2 separate regions of the Mus musculus genome follow, and region 2 is linked to region 1. A link is a contact called in public HiChIP or PLAC-seq data. All regions are on one chromosome and are shown on one strand. The core of a region is the stretch at or near the end of the contact, and the rest is flanking DNA. Distances in the headings are between cores, read along the strand shown. Region 1 overlaps Arhgef17 (Rho guanine nucleotide exchange factor (GEF) 17). Region 2 has its middle 36 kb from the start of Pde2a.

What was found. HiChIP or PLAC-seq counts read pairs in DNA pulled down with a chosen protein or histone mark.
Region 2: an H3K4me3 HiChIP or PLAC-seq map of forebrain shows a contact between it and region 1, with 4 times the contacts expected there. The contact joins two enhancer-like sites. A contact is called at or near these places in 3 of 39 promoter capture datasets (the C10 cell line, liver and second pharyngeal arch cranial neural crest), 2 of 15 datasets of contacts at CTCF or cohesin (large pre-B cells and pro-B cells), 10 of 484 Hi-C or Micro-C datasets (B cells, CD4 T cells, CD8 T cells and 3 more), 4 of 115 datasets of contacts at active chromatin or transcription factors (embryonic basal ganglia, forebrain, large pre-B cells and 1 more) and 1 of 9 other capture datasets (embryonic stem cells).

The regions. Positions count from the first base shown.
Region 1 is chr7:100,893,256-100,896,815 of GRCm38.p6, reverse strand. All of the region lies in intron 1 of Arhgef17 (Rho guanine nucleotide exchange factor (GEF) 17), which reads left to right. Among named protein-coding and RNA genes, the nearest start is that of Mir3102, 13 kb to the right of the region's middle. Within about 2 kb of position 2,060, at least 124 of the 459 cell types and tissues checked have an H3K27ac peak or open chromatin away from gene starts, as enhancers often do. A contact at or near this core is called in the N1E-115 cell line, embryonic basal ganglia and forebrain, where this site is marked.
Region 2 is chr7:101,413,244-101,416,546 of GRCm38.p6, reverse strand. No RefSeq gene overlaps it. Among named protein-coding and RNA genes, the nearest start is that of Pde2a, 36 kb to the left of the region's middle. Within about 2 kb of position 1,491, at least 52 of the 459 cell types and tissues checked have an H3K27ac peak or open chromatin away from gene starts, as enhancers often do. A contact at or near this core is called in the N1E-115 cell line, embryonic basal ganglia and forebrain, where this site is marked.

The sequences.
Region 1 (3,560 bases), core at 811-3,310:
AACTTATATATAGCAAAGGATAACCTTGAACTGCTGAGCCTTCTGCCTCCACCTCCCAAGTATTGGGGTTATAGGCGTTCGCCATCTTGCCTAGACAGAAGTTATATGCACTTAAAAAAAAAAAGTTCTGGGGACTAGACCCATAACCTCACACAGGCTAGACAAACCCCCTGCCACTAAGCTCCATCCCTACCTGGGTCATGAGTTTGAGGCTAACCTGAGCTGCGTAGGAAGACTCAGGCTCAAACAGACAGCATCACAGGAAGAAAGAAAGCCCACCCGCCGTTTGCTCGGTGTGCAGACGGCCTCAAGTTCAATCTTCAGTACCGGTAGCAAAACTTAAAGGTGCTAGGGACAAACTAAGTTGGTGCATTACCTGTGTGGCATACACAAGACCCTGGATCCAAGCGGGGGCATGCTACAAACCAGGCACGGTAGTGCATGCCTGTAGTCCCAGAACTGGGAAGGTGCTTACAGAGGAGTCAGTTCAGGGTCCTCCTCCACTACATGGCCCTTAGGCTACATGAGACCTTGGGTGGGGGGGGTCCCTGGTATGGGTGCCAGGGTCCAACACCCTCTTCCGGTCTCCATAGACACCAAGCAGGTATACATGCAGGCAACACACTCATACATGTAGATTAAAAATATGCAAGTATTTTTTTTTAAGTTCCTTAGAATGGGGTGTGGAGTCTGGGCTAATGAAGCAGGGCTGGATAGAGGGATGCAGGGACCTCCACACTGAAAAGATGCTCAGAAATGTACCCATGCTGACTGGCCAAGGGGAAAAGCAAAGCTATTGAGACCAACCGTCTGTTACGTGTGTTCAGTGCCTTGGCTTACCAAGAACCCTTACCTCAGGGAGCCAGCAGTCTCCTGGGTGAAGGTGGGCATCAATCCATTATTACAGACTATCTGTGGTTAAGATAAGAAAACTGAAGATCTTGGAGAACACAGAACAGGCACATAACACCTACCTCGAAGACCGGAGGGCTTCCTAGAAGAGGTGACATTGTGTAGAGCAGTTGAGTGAAGACATTGGTTGCTAAGGAGAGGGAACGGGCTTAGGTCAAGGCCCCCAGGCAAGGGAGAGGTGACTTTTCTAGACACAGAGAGTTGGCTAGGGTGAAACAAAGAAGTGTGTAGGAGTGGGAACAAGGGTGAGCCTAGCTTGTGTGATCGAGGTTCATTAACTGCTCAGGAAATCCAGAGAGAACGGGTTGGAGAGAGGGAGTCAGATGCAAGCTTGGTGAGTGTGGGAACCCACAATGTTGAAGGAGGTGGAGCTAGTGAGGAGTAAGACACAGTATGGACCCCCTTCCTGGTGCCCAGTGGGATTTGGTGTCAAAGTTGTTTCTCACCACACCCCAGTCCTACTTAAATGGACCCTGGAGTAGATTCTAGCCTCGTCCTGGCATTTGTGGAAGGAGCCAGAAGATGGAGGATCACATTTAAACAAAAGCCAGGAAGTTGGTGGAGGGCAGATTTGGGGGTGGGGGTGGGGCTTTCCCAGTGAGGGTCTTGGGGAGAGGCACTGGAAGGGAACAGGACTGGAGCCAGGTAGAGAACACCTGGGGGAGATGGTGGTAGGGATAGGGGTGACTTAATGTGGGTGATTTGTGTGACAGCCTCTCTCTATCACACTCAAATCCCTCTCTCACTGGCTGGGGCCAGTGAGGTTTTCAGCCATCCCGTATTTGATACCTACATGGAACGGTGCCTGCGTCTGCCACACTGCAGTTGTTGATCAAGAAAGTCGCATTATTGTGAAAGATGGTGGGTCAGGCTCCTGGGTGTCAGGAATTGGGGATCTGTATGTGAGAGTGCACTTGACCCTACCCTACCCCCCCCCCCCCGGGCCTGTTCTATGCCAGCTCTATTCATCCATGGCTCCTGGGTGTAGATCTGTGTGTGCGCACTAGATACACTGTGGACGCGTCTTTATCCGCGAGTGTGTGTGACTTGTGTCCTGAGGCGGGGGTGCGAGGTCCCGAGGCACTGAGCCTGTTGCGGGAGAAGGGGCGGCGCGCAGAGGGCGGGACTCTCCCCCTGCGACGCCGCGCGCACTCCCTGCGCGGAGGAGGCCGCAGCGCCACCGCGGGCTGCGCCCTCACTGACGCTGCTACTCAAGCCGCCACCACCACCGCGGCGGGGCTAAGGCCCCCGAGGAGCGCGGGTGGGAGGGGGCCCTCCGACTCTGCGCAGTACCCGCCCCGGCGGCAGCCCGGCCGCATGCTTCAGATGGTGAAGACCCTGGCCCAGTTCACCATCGCGCTGGAAGACATGCGCGATCTGGGCTCGGCCGCCGCCTCCGGGGAGTCCGCCGGGGGCGGGGACGGGGGCTCTGACACCGCGGAGGAGCCGGGGGAGGCCCAGGTACTGGGAGGGGGAGGGGCAGCCGGGAACTTGGGTCTTGGCCTAGGATGCTGCAGACCCAGGAGATGGGGTAGCGTAGGCCGATGCTGGAGAACAGGGCCTGGAACTTAGCTCAGAAACCAGGACCTGCCTGCCTGTCAGTGCCCGGGTTGAGGAGAGCTGACCTCAGATGTAGGCAGAGAGATTGATGAGCCTCCTCCCCATGGCCAACCGGCACAGCCAACTCTGGCTGCACTAGTTGGGTTGGCAGGGTCAAGGCCCAAGACAGTACTCTCTTGTCAAATGGGTCAGGTGAAAGCAGATTTGTTCCTGGGACACCTTGGGTCCCCAGGAAAGCCAGATTTACAACCTCCCTCAGGGTTGAAGGGCCCCAACTGCACCACCACTTTGCCACTGGGACCCTGGGGCCTGTCCCCATCTCTGCCTCCAGTGGCCTTTCTGGAAACTGGAGGAGGCTGGGACCAGGGATGCTGCCTTGTTTTTGTGTTTGTCTGGGCCCTGACTCTGTTCCGTGCTATGGGCACAATGGGGACTAGGCCTAATCCGGGTACTGTACTGTGTTTTGCATACGTGTCTCCAATGCTCCAGGAGTCTGGGCAAAAGGGCCTACCTCGCAGCTGGATAACTAGGCTTCATTTTTGTCTTGATGTGGGGCATCTGGCCTTCATAGCCTCTCTATGAATCTTTCTTCACGCTGTCTTTGGGTTTAATGACAGGAGAGTCCCCCTTACCAAGTTCCTGCCGTGTCCACCTTCCCACGGGCCCCCTTGGTCCCCATGCCAGGGTCCTGTCTGTGGCTACTGAAGGGTTAGGGGATCCCGAGGGAAGCAGGCTGAAGGGCTGGCCAGCCTGGAACAGGTGGGCCTGCCGATCTGGTTGACAGCTGCTTTGTCCCTCCATCTCCTGCTTCCCCTGTCCCCCGCCCCCCTGCACTGCTCCCGTGTCCGGACACGTGCAGAGGGTGCTCCACGCAGTGACAAGGAGCTGGCCTTGTTTTCTGTGCGTTACCTGACAGCTGAATGACAGCCCACTGTGCTTTGCAGTGGGGAGGAGGCCGGGAGAGGCGGCTGCATTGCAGCGTCAGCTCCCTCTACCCCCAGTCTCCCGGCCAACCGGCTCAGTGCCAGCCCTCCCCCTCAGGAAACTTCTCTGACCATGACCCAGGTTGGGGGTGGCTGGCCAGTGAG
Region 2 (3,303 bases), core at 242-2,741, 520 kb before region 1:
CCAGGAGGAAGGCAGCTGCAACGTGACTGCACAGAGGCCAGGAGACAAGTCAAGTCTGGGTTGCAAGGCGGGGGTCTCCTCCTGGACTCTGCACACTCTAATCTAGGGCAGAGACAAGTCTTTACAGGACCAGAAAGCAACCATTGTGCACAGGTTGCAAAGTCCTCCCTATGTCTAGGCACTTAAGGAAGGGTCTACCCCACCCCACCCCACCCCACCCCCCAAAACTAGCTCTCAGGTTTCTAGACAACCTAAGGCCAGATTCTGATGAAGCTGTAGAACCTGCCAGGGACTCCTCTTCAGCAAGGAAGACACAAATGAGAAAAGGGTACCTGCCAGGACGGGTTGTCCCAAGCCTATCTGTCCTTGGTAGGCCACTCTCTGGCCACCCTGGGTCTCCCAAGGGTGAAGTGAGAGAACACACGAAGCCTTGGCACAGCAGGTATTCCATATCCTCACTGGCAAGGCAAAGGGCTAGTTGGGGGTTTCACAGGGAGTCCAAACTCACATTGAGCTGACTTCTCTGCCCTGAGTAAACTGACATGGGTGGCCAACTATGAAGTCTGTGGGGCCCTAGGCAAGCCCCTGAGCTCTGTTGGTGTTTGCAGTATCTTTCCTGCAGTGTCCAGGGAGCATCAGAGCCTTCGTTCGAGTCCTGCAGCCCACAGTGCAGTGAGTCAAGGAGGGGTAGGACTAGAACAGGTTGCAGGCAGATGCGGTGACCAGCACTGGGCACCAGCACAAGGCCCACAGCCATCAGGCCCATGGGGTTCCTCCTACGCACCCCCCCAAACCCCGGAGGAGGAAGGCTGTGCCCACCCAGACTGTGTTGCCATGACGCTCACTGGTCTCCATGGTTCCAGGCACACAGCCCTCCCCTCATCAAGAGGAGGGCTGAAGGTGACAGGAGCTGAGGAGATGTGGGTTCCTGGCACCCCCTCCTAGTCTATCTCTCTGCCTGGATCCTTGGGGTTCCTCGACTTGAACCTCCGGGAGACAAAGCAGAGAAGAATGACAGTTTCCACTTCAGAGTCAAAAGAGTGACAAAGAGGGGACTTATGCATAGAAGACAGTCAAGATTGCAGGGGAGTGGCAGAGGGGGGAGGGAGGGCGGAATGGCAAGAGGGAGGGCACACTCAAGTCACCAGGCAGAGTGCCTCCCAGCTGATAAGGAGTGGGAGGTACAGTCCTCAGGCCCAGCTCTTTGGTCTGTGGGTGGGGGTGGGCGGACAGAACAGAGGAGGAGGAGGTGGGGGAGGGGCAGCAGCAGGAGGGAGAACAATTTTCCTAGAGAGCTCTTTGTGTGTGGATGTCCCTCCTCCACGTGCTCTGTGTGTGTGTGTGTGTGTGTGTGTGTGTGATGCACTTGAGTTATGGCAGTGCAAGCTGAGGTGTGCAGGCACGTGTGTGCAGAGCATGAGTGTGTGCCTGTGGCCTGTGTCACTGTGTCTCCAGGGTGATAAATACAGCAGTAGGAGCTGTAACCAGGGCAGAGGAAGTGTGGAAATTTCCACAGGCTGAAAGTAGCATAGAGGAGGGCACATGCCAGGGCCAGTGAGCTCTTCAAGGAGCCATCCCCCTGGTTGGTTAGCTGGGTACAAATCCTCCCCATGTTTTCATAGAACATGGACACTGGGAACAAGAATCCAAAGGCATTCCCTGACAGGAGAGGCAGGGAGATTCTGACCAGCTCTGTGTGGGTGTGGGTGCGCACGTGCATGCATGTGTGTCAGTGAGACAGAAACAGTCACACAGTCTGAGAGTAGGATCTGGGTCATTCAGGTCACTAAGTACTTAAGTAGTAGAAAAGATGCTGTTTTCTGGTAGGGACAAGATCCTAAAGGGCCCATTAGACAGGGATGTAGTCGTGTCTCCTAGGTAGCCAGTAGAGCTAAGACCTGACAGCTAGGGTGTGGAGGGGAGGCCTTAGGGTGTCTGGTGCTGAGGGTGTGAGGCCCTGGGGTTGCATGGGTGTTAAGATCCAGCTACAACAGGTCCTTACTTCAGGCCATCTACATTTGTCTGTCTCTCTTCAGCATCCCCTACCCTCCAGGCTTCAGGACATGAGCCCTTCATGAATCCCTCTGAGCAGCATCCTCTCTCCTCAAGGGTTTCCTCCTCCCCCACACCACTTACTCATCTGCCCCACGTGTGCGGCAAAAGCTCTGCACACAGCAGGTATTCAACAAGTGCTTGGTGAGTGAGGGCTGAACACAGGAAGTAGTCACTAAGTGCTGGCTGAACCTCTCAAGCTCTTCTCCTGTATGTCACAAAGATGTCACTGCGGATATATCTAGGAAGACTAGCAAGGGGCACGGCTGGCACTTCACACTTACCTGCGCCTGCTCATTCAGTGTTCCCAGGAGGCTATCGGGATGCAGCTTAGCTCCAAAGGACAGAGAGCACACAGACGATCAGAGATCTAAGTAACTGTCAAAGCCACGTGGACTATAAAGGATATCTGCCTACCCATCTATGCTTTCCAAAACAGAACTGTGGGCAGGCAGCAATAAGAGCCAGGGGGTAGGAAAGAGGTTCCATGCCCCCTCCAGCCCCAGGGTTAGTACGGAGGTAGCAGGGTCCAGCTTTACCCCCACCTGTCTCACTACAGCCTGTGTACCCAGAGCTCCCTGGAGCCAAGGGTTCCTGGGTCCTCACTGCTGGATATCATGCAGAGTGGGAGGGTTGAAATGAAGGAGCCAGAAGAGAGAAAGGCAGATACCCCAGCCCTCTTCTGCCCCATATCCTACCCTGCCCACTTTTCCCCAACACTCCACCAGCAATGCTCGGTGCCCAGGCTGTGCCCTACTACAGCCTTTTCTCTCAGAGTTCCCTCCCTATTCTCCTCCCCAACATCCAATCCCACCCCCAACCACACTCCTCCAGGAAGTCCTTCCTCCTTCAGGCTCCCACCCCTAACTCTGGGCTCCTCCCATCCCAAGCAACCTAAAGTACCAAGTGCATCCCTCCCTTCTGGCACTGGCTCCAGTATTAGGAATCCTTGAGACAACAGAACCTTCTGCTCTGCCCCCCCCCCCCAACACTGTAGTCACAGGTATTTTTCACGAAGGTTGAGTCTCAATCCTGCAGGGATGTGACCTCACGCCAAGGGAAAGCACTCTACAGTGTCACATAGTGCTGGCTACGGGGAGCGCTCACAAAAGGGGAGAACAGGCTAAGAGCAGGAGGAAAGCTGAGGAGACTCTAATGTCAGGCAGGGAAAGCTGAGAGCAGAGGCTCAGGCTTAGGTTTGCATTCTGTAGGCATTGGGCGAAGGGCTCCTCTCATGTCCTAGAGCCCAGG